Regions from separate parts of the Zea mays genome. Here regions 1 and 2 are each linked to region 3. A link is a contact called in public Hi-C data. All regions are on one chromosome and are shown on one strand. The core of a region is the stretch at or near the end of the contact, and the rest is flanking DNA. Distances in the headings are between cores, read along the strand shown.

What was found. A called contact is a pair of places that touch in the nucleus more often than the background predicts.
Region 1: a contact with region 3 is called in a Hi-C map of leaf, with 3 times the contacts expected there. The contact joins the enhancer-like site here to the promoter of fea3 in region 3. A contact is called at or near these places in 6 of 25 Hi-C or Micro-C datasets (bundle sheath, ear, endosperm and 2 more) and 1 of 3 datasets of contacts at active chromatin or transcription factors (leaf).
Region 2: a Hi-C map of tassel shows a contact between it and region 3, with 2.3 times the contacts expected there. The contact joins the enhancer-like site here to the promoter of fea3 in region 3. A contact is called at or near these places in 2 of 25 Hi-C or Micro-C datasets (ear and tassel).

Annotation. Positions count from the first base shown.
Region 1 is chr3:29,326,983-29,329,922 of Zm-B73-REFERENCE-NAM-5.0, reverse strand. No RefSeq gene overlaps it. Among protein-coding and RNA genes, the nearest start is that of LOC100283750, 17 kb to the left of the region's middle. Within about 2 kb of position 1,547, at least 18 of the 20 cell types and tissues checked have an H3K27ac peak or open chromatin away from gene starts, as enhancers often do. A contact at or near this core is called in bundle sheath, ear, endosperm and 2 more, where this site is marked.
Region 2 is chr3:29,289,211-29,292,004 of Zm-B73-REFERENCE-NAM-5.0, reverse strand. No RefSeq gene overlaps it. Among protein-coding and RNA genes, the nearest start is that of LOC100283750, 55 kb to the left of the region's middle. Within about 2 kb of position 1,299, at least 7 of the 20 cell types and tissues checked have an H3K27ac peak or open chromatin away from gene starts, as enhancers often do. A contact at or near this core is called in ear and tassel, where this site is marked.
Region 3 is chr3:29,215,124-29,218,075 of Zm-B73-REFERENCE-NAM-5.0, reverse strand. fea3 (fasciated ear3) reads left to right here and starts at 1,690. Exons shown (of 3, transcript NM_001317362.1): 1 at 1,690-2,243. The coding sequence starts at 1,989.

The sequences.
Region 1 (2,940 bases), core at 298-2,797, 110 kb before region 3:
TCTCACTCAATCCACATGGATTGAGAGCTAACCGAACAAGCCCTAATGGAGGAATTCCCCGCGAGGAATCAGGGATCAGGGCCCATTGCCATCTCTAGATCCATTGCTCGGCTTCGGCGCTTCGCAAAATAAAGGTATCCACAAAGTCAGCCAGCCAGCTCCAAGTCCCAACAGCGCAACACATTTCTGTTTCCCCGTTAAAAGTCGAGAACAAGTACTGAGGCTTGGCAATTAAAGTTTTTCACGAAGTTAGCCGATACTTCTCCATCGATTTTCTTTTTTTTTAAAAAAAAACAAGTAACTGCATTGCTTCTTCTCTTAGAAATCCTGGACAATCACCGTGTTTCTGAACCATACTTTTAATTTATACCTACAATATACTTCCCACGATCGGGATCTACTTTGGAAAAAGTAGTGGACCCGCTGATGGATACGGTTGCGGTTGCGGTTGCGGTTGCGGGTGGTGTTGGGTAGTGTGCGGCGGCCGGTCCGGCTCCGGCAGGTCATGTGAGTTCCTGACAGTATCATGCGTGGCGAGGTAGTACAAGCGTACCATTCCCCCTCTGAACCGGATGGAAGGTTTAGGCTGAGCCCGCTGAGGAGGGTTCGCGTCACCTACTCAACCGGCCTCTGCCGTCCGGTCAATGTATAATCCGGGATTCCGGGTCTCATCTGGCTCGCCGAGTGGTCTATGGCCCCTTTGGCAGGGCTCTGGCTTCTCCAAAAACAGCTTTGACTCTGGCTCACGAGTTGAAGCGACTTCTTTAGATGAGCCAAAGCCATTCTAAAAAATCATTTGGCAAAACGGCTTATAGGTTGTTTTTCAGAAAGACCCTTGTATAGTTTATCTCTCCTGTACGTGGCTAGGGATTGCGGGCAGGACCAAAAAAAATAATTTGGACTGGTGGGAGAGCTATTGTGCAAAAATGACGTGAGCTGAAGCCGGGTGAGCCACTTTTTTTGGCTCATGTCCTCTAGTTCATTTTGGAAAAGCACTTCACTGGTGAAGCTATTTGAAAAAGAGGTGTTTGACATAACTTTTGCATAAGCCAGAGCCGAAGCTGAAAAATAAGCCCTACCAAAGGGCCCTATATATGTCAGCCGGCCTGAGTTCTGCACTGCGCGCAGACGTTTTATCTTCAAGCGATCCAAGTTCCACTGGACCCTGAAAATTCAAAAAAACAAAAACAAAAACAAAACAAAACTCGGCACGCTCATAACATAGAGTGGGGGGTAGGGGTACAGGTACAGGCGTACAGCCCGAAAGGAGCTGGGGAGATGTCAGATGTCACGGCTTTCGTCGCACGGCAGCCCTATATAAACGCTCAAGTGGTGATTACTGATCGTCCTGGTACAGTCAGTGCGTACTTACCGGTGTTAGTAATATATAAGATCGATGTGGGCTGAAAATGAGAGAGAGAGAGAGTATAGTAGTAATCTGTAGCGTAGGCTAGCACAACCAGTGGCACTCGGTGATAGGAGCTTCCAGCTTTGGGTGACACGTGGTACGGCGGCGGCGGCATCCACGTATGGTTCCACACCCCTCCACTCTGTCTATCCCTGTTGCTGCGGCGTGGCAGCCCATGAACGATGATGGGCCGGGCGGTGGCTCTGCCATGCGATGCAAATTGCAACAACGACCAATACAAAAACGTGGATCGAAAATCATGTCTGGTCCCCACAAGGCAAGGCCCCCCTCAACCCTATGACAGAGCATGCATTTCGCCTCGAACCTCCATCGAGGCCGGTGGCACGACGGGACCCCGCTCACTCGCTCCGCAGAGTTGTCCCCAATCACATGCGCCGCTCATGTCATGCACCCCGTAGCGTAGCTTCTCTACTACTGCCTACGCTTCGCAGCTCGCTCCGCCTGCCCGTCCGTGCTTTGGCAGTGAAAAGCTCTATACCGCGCTCTGCCGCGATAGATGGGTCGTGGTCCCGTCGCCCCGCCAGCCCGCCTGCCTGGCTCTGGCTGCTGCAGTGTGCTGCTAGGCCTAGGCGCGTGCTAGCTCGCCCCCATCCCCCGTCCCCCCAATGCCAAGGCAATGCAAGGGCTCCTCCTCCACTAGCGGAGCAAAAGCGCTATCCCCATCCATCCGATCCGATGCGATCAGCTGCGGCCAGCGCATTTTGCAGGTGTCGTCACTTTGCATCTCGCAGGCCACAATTCCTCTCGGCATCTACCGTTGCCTCCCCACCCCCACCCGTGTCGTCCTCAGAGCCGGACCTTCTTTATCCCTTCCCTTCTCGGCTCCATTCCACCAAACGCTCATGAATACCGTTGGTTGTTGCGTGGCGGGATTCAATTCCACACATGATTGGTCGATCGAACCTCAGATGCTCGCTGCTTGATTGCTCGGTGTTACTTTCTCTCGTGTCCATAGGCAGAGCCGCTGCCGCAGCCGTCTCTCCGATCCGCGTGTCCGCCGCTCTGGCCTGCTGGAAAAGGCGAGGCGAGGCCAGGCGTGAATAAACCTCAGAGGCGAAGGACAGCAGCAGTTGCATTGCATGATCCAAGTCCAACCCCACCCTGGCCGCTGCAGCTGCAGGCTGCAGCCTGCATGCGGTTGCGGTACGTGAATCTCGTCTCGCTACCTGCGGTGTGGTGTGCATTTGCCACCACATTCGTCAACAAGTTTGCTTAAAATTTCAAAAATGGTTTCTCGAAACATCGCAACACAGATTGTCAACATACGAAAACATGCCGAGCAGGAGAGCTCTCTTTTTTTTTATCTCTCTCTAAACTTTTCAGTGTCATATATATGCACAACAGAAAGCGGTACAAAAAGAGGGCGAGGGCTGGGGCTGGGGCTGGTCCCGGCTCTCCCCCACCGGCCCACACCTCCCACGGCCCACCGTCCTTCCTCTCTCTCTCTCTCTGTCTCTTGTTTGGTCTTTCTGTCCCTGCGCAGCGAGGCCCACCACGCCCACGAGCCCCAC
Region 2 (2,794 bases), core at 50-2,549, 74 kb before region 3:
TTATATAGTACTAGTCGGTTGCCTGTGCGTTGCGACGGTTTACAACAATACCCATGTAAACCATCCACCAAAAAAATTTAAGATTTTTTATTGATTGTCTCCGCTCTCCGTATAATATATTTTTTTATTTGGATAACTGATGTTATTGTTTACTCCATCCAATATGTCTTGGTACAATACGCCCAATGAAGTGAGTGACTAGAAGAGAGTTCATAACGACTGACTAAACGAACAGAGATTATAAAAATACATAATTCTACCATACAGAGACCAAATAACAGAAAGTTTGTGAGCTCAAGTTTCTAAAATAAGTCACATGAACTCAAACTTATAAAAAAGATAGATCAAAATATGGAGTGATTGCTAAAGTCAGACATTAATAAAAACTGGATGTGCTCCATATGAATTATGCTACTTCGTAGTAATTACTAACGTTTAAACCAACAAATAACCTTTCATTTTACTGTTAGTATGACAAATCATTGTTGCTCCATCCAATTCAGCAACCTCAAACACCATTGAGTCCAATGCGCCAATGTGGTCTCGGAAACGACCTAATGCTTGCAAGAACAAAAAATGACGTGTCGTGCTTGGGCTGTAACCTCAGCCTGTAGTGCTGGCCTGGCCTGACACGATTTTATTTTTTATTTTACAAAAAAATATATATACATATATACAATTTATATTCAATATTAAAAACATTTGATCATGATGTTATACTGGTTAGATAGCTTTATCCAGTGTCTCTCACTCTTCTTTCGTCAGGGCATGTGTTCGAACCCCATATCTTGCACTGTTTTTTAACATTTTACGCTGATTTAATGAAATGGGCTGACGGGGCTAACGGGCTGGTCTGGCACAGTCAGGTCGATATGACGTGCATGAGCCAGAGTTGTGGCTCGCGTGCGTCTTTATTTGTAAAAAATGACGCGTGACGATCGTTGAAATTGATGCTTTAAGTATAGTATAGATTAGAGATTTCTATGTAATGCATTACATCATCTATATTGTTAGAGTTTATTTTTCGAGTGATTTAGTGATAAAGACCTTTATTCAATAACTTCGTATAGGGAATTAGGGACTCGGTGTTTTTGCGGGCACGGCACTACCGGTTACTTTTAAAATATTGATTGAGAAAACAATTACAAATTAAAAATCCCTGCGCCTGCCGGATGTGATGTGATGCTCATGCTCTCTGTCGTTTGGTTTCGCATCGCATGCCATAGGCCCATAGACACTGCCACTGAACTAGGCGCAGGAGTAGCCGCCCGGTGAGAGTAGGGCAGTATAGGCATAGGACGGAGCGAGACCGATGGATCCAGTGAGCGTCGGTCTACTGTGACGCTGGACGCATTATCTATCCACTGCAGAGGGCAGATCCGATCAGAGGCAAGGCTACTGTGTACTAGCTGTGGAGTATTTACCACCTTTACGAGCTACTGCCGCCGTAAAGCCTAACACAGCTTATGGCGCTTTATCTCTACGTTGGATCAACCGACGGCAAGCAAGCTACCAACGCCAACAACCTCTCGCTGCCTTCCTGCAGGTCGGAGTAAGACCGACTCCAACAAGAAACGAGCGTATACATTTTAAGGCTTTATTTGGATACTCTAGTATTAATCTTAATATGTGTTGAGTGAATTGAGGGTGTAAATTAGTTTAAGTTACACTTCAATATACCTCAATACATGTAGATTATAGTTAAAACAAGAGTAACCAAACTAAACCATAATGTAGGAAAGATTTACCCTTCTATACCCTTCAACAATGTCCTCCTAAATTCTTTCCCTATACCCCACTACAACCATTAAATATCATTTTCTATACCTACTTTTCACTCACTATCATTTTTTCTTCTACTAACAATTAGAGGCGGACCGACGGCAATAGTCGTCAACAATGCAAGGGGAGGGAGCGGGCGCATGCCACAGCCAGAGGGAGAGAGCAGGGGGCGGGCGCGTGGGGGCGTCGTAGGGGGCCGCGCTGCGAGCGTCTGCGCCCCTGTAGCCACCATGCAAGAGGAGGGGGTGGGCGCGCGCGGCTGATGCCGCGGATAGCCTAAATATAAAGGACACTCCTCTATCCTCTCTCTATTTTTTCCTTCTCTTATATATCTATTTTAACACTTTAAACAGCAGATTAAACGAAACTAGATTATGTATCTTTCAGAGAAGAACTACAAAAGAGATATACATATAGAAGGGATATAAGACTGTGTCCATCGGTTCACTCGTATGGTCACAAAAACAGTTTTGCACCGTATACCGTACTATTTGCAGAGTGGAGTTTGAATATGTTGTAGAGATGGGTAAGCTGCTGGAGATAGTCTGAAGGACGCTCCTCGCGACCCTCACGTCTACGGCTCATCCTTTGCATACTCTATTCATCCTTGAGAGTGATACCCTCCTGTTCGCCCTTGTGGGTTCGTGTCTGTCTGAAGGCGTTCGGTTGCCCAAGAGCTCTCTCCTTTCCATCCCCTTACCCTGAGGCCAGCCTCTCCCTATTATAGGCTGGGAGAGGGGTTTGCCATCGATGGCTTCCCTAAGAAGGAGCGCAAGGTAAGGGTAAAACCATCGTTTTACACCGGGTGGAGCTACACATACTCGTGGGCCCGGGGCTGCCTGACTGTCTCGTATTTACAGTGGCAGATGACGTGGGGGCAGCGATGGTCCCATTCGTCATCATTATGGTTACGCCAACCCCTGGCCTCCGTAGCTTGGGGCTCGTCGTAGCCCGCCGTGTAGTTGAAAGTCGCCTAGAAGGGGTAAATAGGTGAAACCTGAAAATTATAAAC
Region 3 (2,952 bases), core at 441-2,940:
GTTCCGTGCATGATACTAGAGTGCTACAAGATACTCTGATCACGTACGACGATAGGTTCCCGCATTCTTCAGAAGATATTACTCCAATCTACGTCTGTAGTATTTCGAAGTCACCTCGTTATGTATGACCTTAACCATGATAATTTTATATTTCAGGAAAATATTATCTTGTTGATTCGGGGTACCTCAATAGGACGGGATACCTTGCACCTTATAAAGGTCAAAAGTACCACATTTTCGAATTTAAGGATGGAAGGCAACCTGTTGCTACCAAAGAGGTTTTCAACTATGCGCACTTGTTCCCGAGGAATATTATAGAGCAATCATTTTGGGTGCCCAAGATAAATTGGAGAATTCTTATTAGCCTACCTTCATTTTCACTGAGAAAGCAATCCAAGATAATTATATCATGCATGATGTTACATAACTTCATTCGGGACAGTGTTTTACACTTTCGCGACTTCGATTAGTATATACCTGCATGAGGCATGTTCAGGATGTAGCTATAGGTGAGAGTAGTAGCAACACGTAGATGAGTTAGACATATGTGCTTTTAGAGATTCAAGTGCTAATGTGTTAGTGTCATAGTTAGTTATCCGTACGAGTAAATAAACATGTTGTAATGGACAAATCATGTGGTAATTTCTAATTAGGTGCTAATTAGTATGTATGTTTTTCTTTTTTTTCATTTTCTACTATCTTAGAATCAGTCTATCCAAACACCTAAATTCTAACCACCAGCTTCTTCCCATAGCACCTAAACCAAATACTCAGATTCTTCTTCTTCATAGTCAGATTCTCTCTACAACCATTTTTTCAAAAAAGCTGAATCAAACAGACTCATAGACACACGATGTTCTTGTCTATTTTTATCTTTAGTACTAGTTTGACAATTCTATTTAAAAAAAACTATTTTCTCGAGATAAATTAGCTGGAAATCTCTTAGACTAACTCCAACAGAGCAGCCAAAGCCAATATGGCTGTCGTGGTGCTACTGTAGCGCCTAGAAACAGGTTCCAACAACACAGCCAAAAGGAGCAGCTATTTTAGAGGGGATGAGAGAGAAAAGCTAGATTGGCTGGTTCAGAGCCGGCAGCCATTTTCTCCCCTTCGTCTCTGACAATCCGGACCCACTTCTGAGGCTTCTGGCCACTCGCCCTGGGAACCAGCTATTTTAGCTGCTCCGTTGGATACGAAGGACGTATGGATGGCCAGCTAAATTACTGTGGCAAGCCAACGGCCTGAATGTCTGCCCGTTTTGGCTAGTGCCTGTTGGAGACAGCCTTAGGAGTTGACAAACTAGGGGCTAGTTTGGATCGGCACGCCGGCGGCCACGCCGCGCCACACCTGTGGCGCTGAAAACGAGCGCCACACTGGTGGCGTGGGAAGTGTGGCGGGCGGCGGCGGCTTAGGCGGCCATCCAAACATCCCCTAGACCTTAACCAAACATTCCTCCCTTCTCGCTTGTGTGTAACACCCACTCCGTATTTTTCACCAGCGCCACCACGGTAAAGTGCACGCTGTTCCTGCGGGACATTACTACAAAACCAATCCCCCGTCTTGCGAGGTCGCGAGTCTCTCCAACTCCGTCCCTCTGGCCTCAGCACAACGCCAGACCGCCTGCCTGTGCTTGCAGCCAGGCCGGCCAGCTGCCTGCCTGCCTGTTGTCGTCTGCGGCGCGACGGCGGCCGCCCGGTCGACCGCCCGCATTGGGATCCCCAGAGCAGCGCTTGGCATAGGGGAATGTCCCGGGTCAGCCACCGTCGCCTCTGCGCTGCGAAAGCCCCGCATTTACTTGCCACCTAGAAGGGGGCACCCCTCGCGAGACCCAGCGCCAGACAGAGCCAGCAATGGCTGCTGCTGCTGCTCCTCCTCCTCCTATATAGCGGGGCCCGTGCCGAGCGCTCGATCCAGTTCTTCTGATCTCTGACTTCTGAGCGAGGAGTGGACGAGTGGTGTGCCGTCGTCCGGTTCCCGTTGGTTTGGCGATGAGGCGCGCTCGCGGTCGCCGCGGGCTGCTGCTTCTCCTCGGCGTGGCGCTCTCGGCGGCTGCGCTGCTCCGTGGCTGCGCGGGGCAGCAAGGGGAGGACGGCTCGGACGCCCCTGCGGCGGCGGCGGCGGAGACGGCCCCCATGGAGGAGAAGGAGCGCAGGGCGCTGTACGCCGCCATCGAGAGCTTCGTCGGCAAGGGGTGGAACGGCTCCGGGCTCTACCCAGACCCCTGCGGCTGGTCTCCCATCCAGGCGCGTCCCTGCCCTTCCTGCGCTTTCCCTTTCGCATCGATCTATGTTACCGTGCTGTTCGATTTTCTGGCCCGCGTATGTTCGTTCATCATGTTCGTTCTTCAGACGCGCGAAGCTTTCCTCTTTGGTTTTTTCGGCTTTGCCCGTCCTCGTCACACGCCCTTTCTCGGTGCTCCCCTGCTGCCTGCTTTGAGCTCCAATCCAAAAACCGTTTGCGAGCGAAAGGAGGAGCAAGTCGGTAGCCTCCGAAATGAAATTGGTGCCCTGTTTGGGGATGCAGGACGCACGCCAAGTCGCCACCAAATCTCCTGCTGTAATTTCCCGTGTTAAAACCTTCCTCGTCTCGCTTCCAGAATTTCTGGCCTTCCGGTAGCCTCTGCTGTTTTTGTCTTGTGTTCGTCCTTCGTCGCACTCGTGCCCTGCTCCTCAACTGTTGCTTCGAGATTGTGGCACTGTTTTGCTGTGCGCCGCTGCACATTCAGTTCACTGTTGGACGAGACCTCTGCTTGATCCCCTTGTGTCTTCGCATCTCAGCCTTTTGCTCGATATGGTAGGAGGATCTGATCTCTTGGGCAGGAACTTTCCACTCACATGAAAAGAACCTCCCATGATTTGAAATGGCATGCTCCGCCCAAGATTTTTCTCATACAGTACTACTACTCTCTAGTATAGATTTTAGTAGTACCTTGACATCTTCTTCCTTTTGCTC